Linked DNA regions of Arabidopsis thaliana: region 1 is linked to region 2. A link is a contact called in public capture Hi-C data. All regions are on one chromosome and are shown on one strand. Each heading gives the region's core, a stretch centred on a gene start, on an enhancer-like site or on the middle of the called end of the contact. The rest is flanking DNA. Distances are from core to core; before and after follow the strand shown.

Evidence for each region. Capture Hi-C pulls out chosen DNA fragments and counts their contacts.
Region 1: a contact with region 2 is called in a capture Hi-C map of shoot, with 3 times the contacts expected there. The contact joins the promoter of UBP12 here to the promoter of AT5G06520 in region 2. A contact is called at or near these places in 8 of 26 Hi-C or Micro-C datasets (callus, cotyledon, leaf and 5 more), 1 of 2 datasets of contacts at active chromatin or transcription factors (shoot) and 3 of 3 other capture datasets (root, seedling and shoot).

The regions. Positions count from the first base shown.
Region 1 is chr5:2,024,657-2,030,950 of TAIR10.1, reverse strand. UBP12 (ubiquitin-specific protease 12) reads left to right here and starts at 2,835. Exons shown (of 32, transcript NM_120743.3): 1 at 2,835-3,146; 2 at 3,446-3,515; 3 at 3,722-3,872; 4 at 3,975-4,132; 5 at 4,454-4,719; 6 at 4,817-5,035; 7 at 5,123-5,231; 8 at 5,373-5,488; 9 at 5,774-5,872; 10 at 5,970-6,079. The coding sequence starts at 3,117. It overlaps AT5G06610 (lipase (DUF620)), which reads right to left and starts at 1,158. Exons shown (of 4, transcript NM_120744.3): 1 at 771-1,158. The coding sequence starts at 998.
Region 2 is chr5:1,988,011-1,993,751 of TAIR10.1, reverse strand. It overlaps AT5G06520 (SWAP (Suppressor-of-White-APricot)/surp domain-containing protein), which reads left to right and starts at 4,380. Exons shown (of 2, transcript NM_120735.2): 1 at 4,380-5,741. The coding sequence starts at 4,380. It overlaps ABCG22 (ABC-2 type transporter family protein), which reads left to right. Exons shown (of 11, transcript NM_120736.3): 3 at 831-901; 4 at 1,310-1,545; 5 at 1,633-1,788; 6 at 1,867-2,050; 7 at 2,129-2,437; 8 at 2,529-2,816; 9 at 2,907-3,191; 10 at 3,275-3,382; 11 at 3,477-4,102. The coding sequence ends at 3,692.

The DNA.
Region 1 (6,294 bases), core at 1,586-4,085, 39 kb before region 2:
TATTTCTGGCTCGCTTATATTAATACGCTAAAGAACATGAATATTTTTTTTTTTGGTGATAAGAAGTTGAATCTTGTTACGTGACACTGACCTATTTGTCCACAAATTTTTGGCAAAACTCACATCTACCGTGAAATCATTTGAATATAAAAAGTGAAATATTATATATATAGATAATATAGCTAGCCTTTCATAGGAATCCACCTAGTAATTTACTAAAGAGGAGTTTGAAAAGGGATTATTTTAAAATTATAAATAATTTTGTAAGCCAATAAATCTTCGAAATAGTATTTATCTTCTTAAAAAATCATATATGAAAAAGGGTAAAGATAAGTATAGATATTTTCTGAACTATTAGAAATATATCCGAAAATTTTCCTTTTAAATATAATAGTATAAAGGTTTGCATATGTCATGTTTTTTTTATAAAGGTTTCCCACTAAGAAATAATATACCACAAACCATTATATAAGTTGTCAACTGTCGTCAAGTGATGGATAAAAACTTATATGTCAGGTTAATAGTACTCACCATTAAGAGCATGTCCGAAACGTTTGATGTAATTAATACCAAAAATGACGCCAACAATAAAAAATACTACTACTAATATTTGAAATGCAAAAAAAAAAAATGAAAAACGAAACGATCATAAACTAATTCAATTTAATGCGACCCACCAAAATATTTTCCTTAGTTTTAGAAATAGTCGTTGAAATAGATGAGTTTCATATACGTATAAATATACACATACATGTACGGCGTATAAGTACCTGTTGAAGAGAGATTTTGGAGAGAGGAGGGACAGGGAAGAGAGGACATCCCATAACACTAAGAAGAAGCTTCATGTCTGGTTTCTTGGGGAAGACGATGAACTGCAATTGTGTCTTTATCCATTTCTTCCATGATTTGGATCTTGTTGATCCTTTTCTTCCTCCTCTTTCTTCTTCTTGATCTTCTTCATCTATTGGTTCTTCCATCAATGGAGCTAATCTCTGCATTCTCTCTCTCTCTCTTTCTTTCTTTTGGGTTCTTTCTTTCTCTCACTTTGTGCTTACGCAGCTTATAGCCTTAGTGCGTTTTGTTCGCCTTTCGTTTTCTTTGTTTGTTAATTATTGTTATTTTTCTCTCTCTCTCTCTTTGTGGAAAAGTTATATTGGCATAGGTCGTCACTATACTTTTTCTTCTCTCTAACCTCTTTTGAGCTTTTTCATGTTTTGAAATCCTTTTTTAATAGGTCGAATATCTAGTACTGAAACCTATACTAATCACCGGAACATGTGGGAGATTGAAATCTTATTGGAAAGACTTGTATCTCGATCTCCTAATTTACCCAATGATAAGTCTTTCTACCTACCCAAGCTAAAACTTTGTTATTTAGTACATCAAAATTGTAAGAAAACTGCAAACCAAGTCATGTTTTTTTTTTTTTTTTTTTTAAATTTCCTAGGAACTTTATTTACATCTGAAAAAGTTGTAAAATTACAAACAAATTTAATATTACTAAATATATGATAGTTCTTACTTACACGATCTAAGTCAACAAATGTGACCTTAGTTTCAACAAGTGTCCTCTATAGGTGTGATGTGATCCAATTTAAATTTCGCTGAATTGATAAAGTGTAACGCTTGAACAAAAGTTTATTCATATGTTATGAAACATGCTATTGAAGTTGAAAGTTTGGTCAGGTATGAAAGTAAAAGGGACGCAAGACGAGGTGACTTGTCTACGTCGTTTTATCCGTGTAGTGTAGTCTCTAACATTTTCGTCCATTTAGATTCATTTGAGTCTTAGAAATTTATAATATATTGTTCCACGGTCATCTCACAATTGAGACAAAAAAACAACAGATAACTTGGATAAATCAAGTTGATTGATGACGACGCAAGTTTAACCTAATCTTATTTAGTTCCAAGTTTGATGATGATTATGTAGAGAAGATAAAGAAACAAATAAACCCATAAAATTGAGTTTGATTATATGGAGAATCAAATAAATAATCATAATATGTAATTTCATTCAAGTTCTCAAATTTCAGATTACTAAATACAATATTGATTTTTTTTCTTTTCTTTTCATATTCTGTATATATATATATATAGCAAGAATAACTTTTCTTGTCATAAACTAAAGTTATCATCACCAGTGCCACACCCATCACCGGTCTTACATCCTTGATTTTGAGAATAGGGTACATACACTTAAGGCCTTGGTTTCAGAGGAAATCTCGAATGGACTGTCAAATCGCAATAACCGTTTTGATCAAGATCTTGGTTTCCCCTAAAATCAAAGACCTCAGCCCTAAACCAAAACTTTAAACGAAAACCAAGTTTCTAAACCAAAACGTCTCACTAATTCCTGTCCATTTTCATTAAATTTGGCCCTTGCTCTTTACACACTCTCACTCTTCTCTTTGGACTTTGTGGATTGTTAAGATTTAAGACAAGATAATGACTTATAGATATCTTTCTAAAAAAGCCCAGTTTTGGCTAGGCCCAAGTTAGAAAAGAGATAATTAAACTTTAAGGAAAACAAAACATGTTTTTTTTTTTGTTAATCAGCAACATTTATTAATTATTAATAACAACATGTTTCTCAGTTAATTTATTTGGTTTTTTATGGCAAAAAAAAACATAGTAAATCAGCAGAATTAATACAAATACAATCTAACAATATTGTAAATGTAATAAAAGAAACCTCAAGATTCACTACCGTCATTAAAAAAAAAATCTAAAAGCAACGAAAAAAAAACAAAGAGCAAAGAAGACCCACGACGTCAGGTGATATCTAATCTTCCAAGCAGCCACGTCTAGTAGTTTTTGTATGACAGTAGCATCGTAAGTCTTATACGTGCCGCTTTCTCATTGGTCTGTCTCGCTTGATAGACCCAACCTCGGAGAAATTATAAATCTGAGCCCGTATACTGTGAAATTACATTAATGACCCTTTAAATTCTCGAAAATATCAGAATAATCAATATATCGAAGCCGAGAAAGAGTAAGAATGAGCGATTGTATTTCTCCCTAAGAGTCACTTTGCCTTTGTCTTTGATTTTTCTCTGTATCGTCGGTCTCTCTTTTGCGTTTCTCGATCCCACCGTCTAATCCTTCTCCGGCCAATGACTATGATGACTCCGCCTCCCGTTGATGTAATCTCCGATTCTTCATCCTCTCTGCCTTTTGTCAATTCCATGTGTATCCATTCGTGTATTGGCGCTTGAATCTGCTTCTGATTGTTCGTTTAGTTGATCGTTTCGGGTTTTTTTTCTTTTGGATTTGATTTGAATTTTAAGCGGTTGAATCATCTTGCAGATGCAGCGATTTTTGTTTTCGGTGTGTTAGTTTTAGTGATTGTGGTTTCTATTTTTCTGTTCGTTTTGATCACCGTAGTGCGAGATTAGGGTTTTTTTTTGGGTATATATTCTTAGTTTTTGTTTATGTTTTGCAGCAGCCAGAAGATGAGGAGATGCTTGTGCCGAATTCAGATTTGGTCGACGGTCCTGCTCAGCCCATGGAAGGTAAGACTTTTTTGGTTTGATTCAATTTGATTCACTGCTTCAATTTCTCGTATCCTTTGTGGTTTCGATGGAATTGGAATGGATGAGATAGAGCTTGTGGATATCAGGCTGCAGTGTTTGAGAGTTGGATTGATGGTTTTGAAGTGCTTAGGGTTTTGTCATTTGTCTTGTTGTTTATTTTTCATTAATTGTTGATGCATTTATAGTTACCCAACCCGAGACTGCTGCGAGTACTGTGGAGAACCAGCCAGCTGAGGATCCTCCTACTCTGAAATTCACGTGGACTATCCCTAATTTCTCTAGGCAAAACACCAGGAAGCATTACTCCGATGTATTTGTCGTTGGAGGTTACAAATGGTAATAGTAGTGTATACCTATCTCTAGTGTACTTTTTTCTTGCCATTGTTTGTCCAGTATGCATTTTGATTGGTTGACACCTTTTTGGATTTGCTTATGCAGGCGCATATTAATTTTCCCGAAAGGGAACAATGTTGATCATTTGTCCATGTACTTGGATGTTTCTGATGCTGCGAGTTTGCCGTACGGTTGGAGCAGATATGCTCAGTTCAGTCTGGCTGTAGTCAATCAAATCCACACCAGATATACCGTTAGAAAAGGTACCTGTAATTTATTAATGATGTTTATTAGACCCTGAATTCTCAGTGCATTCATGTGCATATAATGGCTGTGCACACATAAATATGTTTTGCGTTAGTTTAAATGTTGGGCTGGAAGAAGGGGATTAGTTGAACTTATTGGAATATAATCATGTTATTACTGTCTTAAGCTTTACCTGAACGCCTGCAACGCACCCTTTTCTACTTTATCAGACTGTAATATTTACCTGGTTTCTGGCGAACTTGGTATTATCAGAACCTAGCTGTAAGTGACCTTGGTGATACAGGTCACTGACATTATGATTCCTAACTGTGTTGCAGAGACGCAACATCAATTCAATGCTAGAGAAAGCGATTGGGGATTTACATCATTCATGCCACTTAGCGAACTTTATGATCCTAGTAGAGGATATTTAGTGAATGATACTGTTTTGGTTGAAGCTGAAGTCGCTGTACGTAAGGTTCTTGATTACTGGTCATATGACTCTAAAAAAGAGACTGGTTTTGTTGGACTCAAGAACCAAGGTGCAACATGCTACATGAATTCTCTCCTACAGACACTATACCACATACCTTACTTCAGAAAGGTAAGATATATTCTTGTTTTTTCCTTCAGTTTGTTAAATTCCATGGGTTCTCATTGAATCCTTGACCGGACAACTGAATTTTGCATGTTGCTTGTAGGCTGTATACCACATGCCAACAACTGAGAATGATGCACCCACAGCAAGTATACCGTTGGCTCTCCAAAGTTTGTTTTACAAGCTCCAATACAATGACACTAGTGTTGCAACAAAAGAGCTGACAAAGTCGTTTGGTTGGGATACATATGATTCCTTCATGCAGCATGATGTGCAAGAACTCAATCGGGTTCTCTGCGAAAAGCTTGAGGACAAAATGAAGGTAATTTTTCTTTTGTTGTCAGGCCATGATTTACTACTCAGTTGGTGTTTCTTGTTTTTGAGCTCTTTTTTCTTCGTTTTTCTGTAGGGAACTGTTGTGGAGGGAACAATACAACAACTTTTTGAGGGCCACCATATGAATTACATTGAGTGCATAAATGTAGATTTTAAATCTACACGGAAAGAATCATTTTACGGTATAGTAATATACATTATCACTCTTTGTCTTATTCTATTTCTACATTTGCACTCGGTTGTCTTATTCTATTTATACAATTGCACTCTGTTGTCTTATTCTATCACACCAACTTTATTGTCATGTTCTAATCTTATGGCAGACCTTCAGCTGGATGTTAAAGGCTGCAAGGATGTTTATGCTTCTTTTGACAAGTATGTTGAAGTTGAACGTCTTGAAGGAGACAACAAATATCATGCAGAAGGACATGGTTTACAGGTCGGTTGTCCCCACTCTTTTATTTTGGGGATGGTTGTGAACAGGGCTATTTGGGTATCTAGCAACTCTTTTCTCACCTTTAGTATTTCGCATACTAAAAACTGCGGATAGTTCATAACTTGAGAGTTTTACAGAGCAACCTAAACTAGGAGATCTTGTGAAACTTTGTTTACTAGTATCGTCTTCTAAGCCAAGTTAATTAACCACCGACCTAACTGTTATTATTACAAATGCAGTCCCCTTATCTAGTCTTAATCTGGGGGAACTTGATTTCTATTGTTTCAGGATGCAAAAAAAGGTGTTCTTTTCATTGACTTTCCACCGGTTCTTCAACTCCAGCTCAAGAGGTTTGAATATGACTTTATGAGGGACACCATGGTGAAGGTTAGTATTTGAAGTCACATGTACATAGGAAGTGAATATGTGGTATGCGTTTGGTGGTGCCTTGATTTGTGAGTGCTGATGTAGCTTTTATTGATAGATAAATGATCGGTATGAGTTTCCGCTTGAACTGGATCTTGATAGAGAAGATGGAAAGTATCTGTCGCCTGATGCTGACAGGAGTGTCCGCAACCTTTATACTCTTCACAGGTATATAAATTTTCTCTTTCGATTCATATTTAGTGAATTCCTCAGGAGCTTGCATTCAAAGATTAGTTTCCCTTTATTATGTGGTATGCCGTCTGGCGATTTAGTATTTATTCGATTGTCTGCTAGTTCTTCTCAAGGAATCTGCTTTATGTAGCTTAAATATTACACCTGTACATGCACAGTTAATTGGTATTTTATGAGTGGAAGACATGAAA
Region 2 (5,741 bases), core at 3,131-5,630:
TGTAATTTAATATTTATTCGAGTGCAAACTATTCTTTAAATCTTATATGATGAAAAGATAAGGAAAGTGCTATCAAATGCCCGATACTGTTTTTAAAAGAGATCGTACATTAACAAAAGTTATGACATTAATTTGCTTAAAGAAATACTAATTAATTTTGTCAAAGATGCATGCCTACCACTTAAATAGTACTTTGTTTTTTTTACTTATAAATTATATATATGTTGGTATTTTGTCAATCTGAGCATTTGTTATAAAAAGTCAATAATTCACCACTAGTTTGTCATAATTCATAAACTCGTTCGTAATTGTTCTCTTTGTTTATTTGATAACCATCAGTCCATCACAGTAGCAAGTCTTCATGATTCATTTCGCCTTCACTTAGTGTTTGTGCATATATACTTATGTAGGTAGAATCTTTCAATAAAAAGCAACAAAATAAAAACTAGTGATTTGTAACGTCACGTAGTGATTGATTCACCAACATTTTAACAGCTTTTTATGACTAAAGTAGGTATAAAAATAGGTGAGAAGAAGTCAAATATATCTCTACTAATTAGTCAATAATGGGTCCCATTTTTGGAGTTTTTAGTGTTTGGTCTGTTGTAATCTGTCAATAGTGTACCTCAAAGTCCAAATCTTACGTAAAAGCGTTTAGCTGGCTGACAAAGATTGGCCAACTTATAGTTTATACATCGTATAACATAAGCTCACTTACCATAGTGTTTAGGTGTTAAAAATCACCCACTTAAAGATTCATTCACTGAGTCACCGACTTCTTTTGGTTTATTAAGTAACGATGAATCAACAGTGTAACGTAACTGTTTCAGCCGAAGATATTGAAGCGGGAAAGAAGAAGCCTAAGTTTCAAGCAGAACCAACATTGCCCATCTTTCTCAAGGTAAATAATTATATCAAACCAAAACAATAAAAGAGCAAAAGAAATGTTAGAAATTGGACTGAAGTATAGTAAGTAGCTAGTGGTTTTCGTGTATGGGAATGATCTCTTTGGTACTGATCTTCTCTGTTTGCACAGGCACTGAGAGGAGATCAAAAGAATATCACACATTTGTCTCTATCTCTGTGTATCTACTTTTCATCAGCTTCAGGTCTTGTACATAATCTCATCTTACATGAAATTTATGTACAAGACTTAAGATATCCATAGTTAAGATTAGACTAATTAAGGGGGGAAAAGAAGCGAAAATGTGTAATACGATCTTTTTATTTTTTTAAATAGGTTTCATTTTCATGAGTTATGTATATATAATCTCAAGACTTAGTAGTGGTTTTTGTGAAATTGATGCAGTTCAGGGATGTTACATACAAAGTGGTGATCAAGAAATTGACTTCATCTGTGGAGAAAGAGATATTAACTGGGATAAGTGGGAGTGTGAATCCTGGTGAAGTTCTTGCTCTCATGGGACCCTCAGGGAGTGGCAAAACAACTCTTCTTAGCTTACTTGCTGGTCGAATCTCTCAATCCTCTACTGGAGGCTCTGTTACTTACAACGACAAGCCTTACTCTAAATACTTGAAAAGCAAGTCAGTGTTTTTGGCTCTTAAACTCACATTTTCTTATATGAATGAATACATATAAGATTTAACAATTGGTTCTTGGTTTGGTGGCAGGATTGGGTTTGTGACTCAAGATGATGTTCTGTTTCCTCATCTTACCGTGAAAGAAACGCTAACCTATGCTGCTCGTCTGCGCTTACCCAAGACTCTTACGAGAGAGCAGAAGAAGCAACGAGCTTTAGACGTTATCCAAGAGTTGGGTTTAGAGAGGTATGCTGGCTCGTATAGAGGTTCCAAACATTAACAAACTAAATGTGGTTTTTATTTTAATAACTTGGATGGTTGCAGATGCCAAGACACTATGATTGGTGGAGCATTCGTGCGTGGTGTATCAGGTGGAGAGAGGAAAAGAGTTTCTATTGGAAACGAGATCATCATTAATCCTTCTCTATTACTTCTTGATGAACCAACCTCTGGTTTAGATTCCACCACTGCTCTTAGAACCATTCTGATGCTCCATGACATCGCCGAGGTTTGTTTGTTTGTTCAGACAATTACTATCTTTGCTTTGATTGTTTTCTGAACTTTGACGAAAATATGTTCGGAACAGGCGGGGAAAACCGTGATCACAACGATACATCAGCCCTCGAGTAGGCTCTTCCATAGGTTTGACAAGCTGATTCTACTAGGAAGAGGAAGTCTTCTCTACTTTGGAAAATCATCAGAAGCTTTAGATTACTTCTCTTCCATTGGATGCTCTCCTCTTATCGCCATGAATCCTGCAGAGTTCTTGCTCGATCTTGCCAACGGTAACATCAACGATATCTCTGTACCTTCTGAGTTAGATGATAGAGTTCAAGTTGGCAATTCAGGTAGAGAAACTCAAACTGGCAAGCCATCTCCTGCTGCTGTTCATGAGGTAATTATAGAAGCAACAACATTTCTAGTAAATCAGTATTACCTAAAACCAAATTGAGTTCTGATATATATATCGGAAAAACTGTAAGCAGTATCTAGTGGAGGCCTACGAGACTAGGGTTGCAGAACAGGAGAAGAAGAAACTATTGGATCCTGTGCCACTCGATGAAGAAGCTAAGGCCAAAAGTACGCGTCTAAAGCGCCAATGGGGAACGTGCTGGTGGGAGCAATATTGCATACTATTCTGCAGAGGACTCAAAGAACGGCGACACGAATACTTCAGTTGGTTGCGTGTTACGCAAGTTCTTTCCACAGCTGTCATTTTAGGTCTTCTCTGGTGGCAGTCGGACATTAGGACTCCAATGGGACTACAAGATCAGGTATGTTATCATTTGGTTTTGAAATATACTTTTTTTTTATGCACACTATACTAATATCATTCTCTACATTCTTATGCTTCTTTGTTGCAGGCTGGTTTGCTCTTCTTCATAGCAGTTTTTTGGGGATTCTTCCCTGTTTTCACAGCGATCTTTGCGTTTCCGCAAGAGCGAGCGATGTTAAATAAGGAGAGAGCAGCGGATATGTACAGATTAAGCGCATATTTCCTAGCTCGAACCACGAGTGATCTCCCTCTCGACTTTATTCTACCTTCTCTCTTCCTTCTTGTCGTCTATTTCATGACAGGTCTTCGGATCAGCCCATATCCCTTCTTCTTGAGCATGCTCACAGTTTTCCTTTGCATCATCGCAGCTCAGGTATATTCAGATTAAAATTATTAAAAACCCTAATCAACGAGAAAAAGTATAATCAAAATGCTGATTTTGATTCTTTTTGCTAGGGACTCGGACTTGCAATTGGTGCCATTTTAATGGATTTAAAGAAGGCTACGACTTTGGCTTCAGTAACTGTCATGACATTCATGCTCGCCGGAGGATTCTTCGTCAAGGCAAGTCCTCTGTTTCTTGATTTCCTCTGTTTTTAACTTCCCCTGTTTCTTGATTTCCCCTGTTTTACTGATTTCCTTTTCTGTGTCTACACAGAAAGTGCCGGTTTTCATATCGTGGATACGTTATCTATCTTTCAATTACCACACCTACAAGCTTCTTCTTAAAGTACAATATCAGGACTTCGCTGTGTCCATCAACGGGATGAGAATAGACAACGGACTAACTGAAGTAGCCGCACTCGTTGTCATGATATTCGGTTATCGCCTCCTCGCGTATCTGTCTCTAAGGCAAATGAAGATCGTAACATAACCCATTTTCCACACGAAGAAATCAAATAACATAGAAGAAGCATAAAAAGAGTGCATCAGATCTTGATGATCTTGACACGACCAATCCTTGACAATGATTAAGAGATTGGTCCTAAGATTATTCTTGCTTAATTACAAAGGTGTTGTGAGTTTGATAATGATTGGATGGTGATAGATGTCTTGATTGGAGATAAATATATATGTTCAAGTTTGTAATTGTAGTTCGAATCTAAAATTGGTTAAAGTTTATTAACAAGAAGAACCTTGTGGCTGGATCTGATCTTCTTAAATTCCAATCCAATTATTCTTAGTATAGCTGTTCCGGTTTTAGTTCTGACTTCCGAGTAACTGGGGTTGTTGTGATTGATTAAATCGTAGAAATTATAATAAAATTATTTATTATGAACCGCAATTATAAGCCCAATCAAGGCCCATTAGAAAACCACCAAAGGAGTTTGGTTATAAATAGTGGTAGCCTAGGGGCTAGGGCTCACAGTTGATTTCTTCTTCGTCGCTTCCTTCGTTTCCAAGCTTTAGGTCTCCAAGTCACAGGCTGAGGTACGGTGTTTCTAATCTCTCTCCGATTCCTCTTATATGTTTTTCCTAATCTCTCTCTCTCTCTCACTCAGTAGTTGTCCCTTCTCTCTGAATCTGATTTTTAATGTTTCTCTGGTTGTAGAAAAAAAATATGTACACTTCGATGCACAAGGATTTGCGATCGAGGCAAAACAATTCAAATCAAGTTGGGGCGGATTCAGAAAGCACGCGTCTTGTTAATATAAGGAACTTGGCCAAAATTGTGAATGATTCAAGATTCAGGAGCTTAAGTCCTGACACTCCAGCTACTCATGATGCACAAGACTATCTTTGGCCTCCATCCTTGGATATGCCTCTGCTGGCTCCACCTGTCAACTTCTCACACCTTCCTCTAGGGATCACTTTCACGCGAAAGGAGCTTGAGCTTATCAAGCTCACAGCGCAGTTTGTGGCTGTTTATGGGAAGTATTTTCAGAGGGAACTGACGACGAGAGTTGTTGAGAGTCCTCTGTTTGAGTTTTTGAAACCAACTGACAGTAGGAACAGTTTTTACACGCGGATTATTCTCGGGTATCAGGGTGTGTTAATGCCTTCCCAAAAGCTGAAGACGAAGAGTGAAGTTTTTGATGGTTTCTCCAAGCTTATTGCTCAAGTGCCTGTAAAGGATGAGGATGACGTGGAGATGGCTATGACTGATTTGCATGCTTATGAATACTTTGCTAACATGTCCATTAATGATTTACGAGCTCCGGCTCCTGTCAAGTTTGCATTCCTTACTAGAGGGGTAACGTTCACGCGCAATGAGCTTGATACTATTAAGCTCACAGCACAGTTTGTGGCAGTTTATGGGACCCTTTTTCGGACAGAATTGATGAAGAGAGTGTTTATAAGCCCTAAATTTGACTTTTTTAAGTCAACTGATAGCAAGTGCTCTTTTTACTTGCGGCTTGTTGATGGGTATTCGAGAGTGTTAAGGCGTTCCAGAAAGAATGGTGCTGGTTTGGGGGAAGTTGTTGTTGGTTTTCTCAAGCTTCTTGATCAAGTTGTTGAAAAGAAAGATGCAGTGGAGATGGCTTTGACTGATTTGCATGCTTTAGAGTTTTTTGCTAACGTGGACGGTGGCGTGTTGCAACCACGACCTGAACAATACCATCCAATGATGCCAACAGTACCACCGCTAATTATGCCTCAACTGGGATCTCAGTTTACTCAACTTCAAGTTCCTCAACCTTCATGTTCTCCTCCAGTGAGGATGATGTCACCTCCTAGGCCACAGAATGATTTGCAATCGGGTCAAAGCAATTCAAATAAAGCTCCTGCGAGTGTGGCACCTATTGAGCCACCTCCAGAAATCAGAAGTTGTGTCGAGAACACTGCACTTATTGTTTCCAAAAATGGGTTGGAGATTGAAAGAAAGATGATGGAACTTAGTATGAATGATGCAAGACACAGATTTGTGTGGAGCACTGACCCTTATCACGCATTTTATCAGCTCAAGCTTGCAGAATACCGT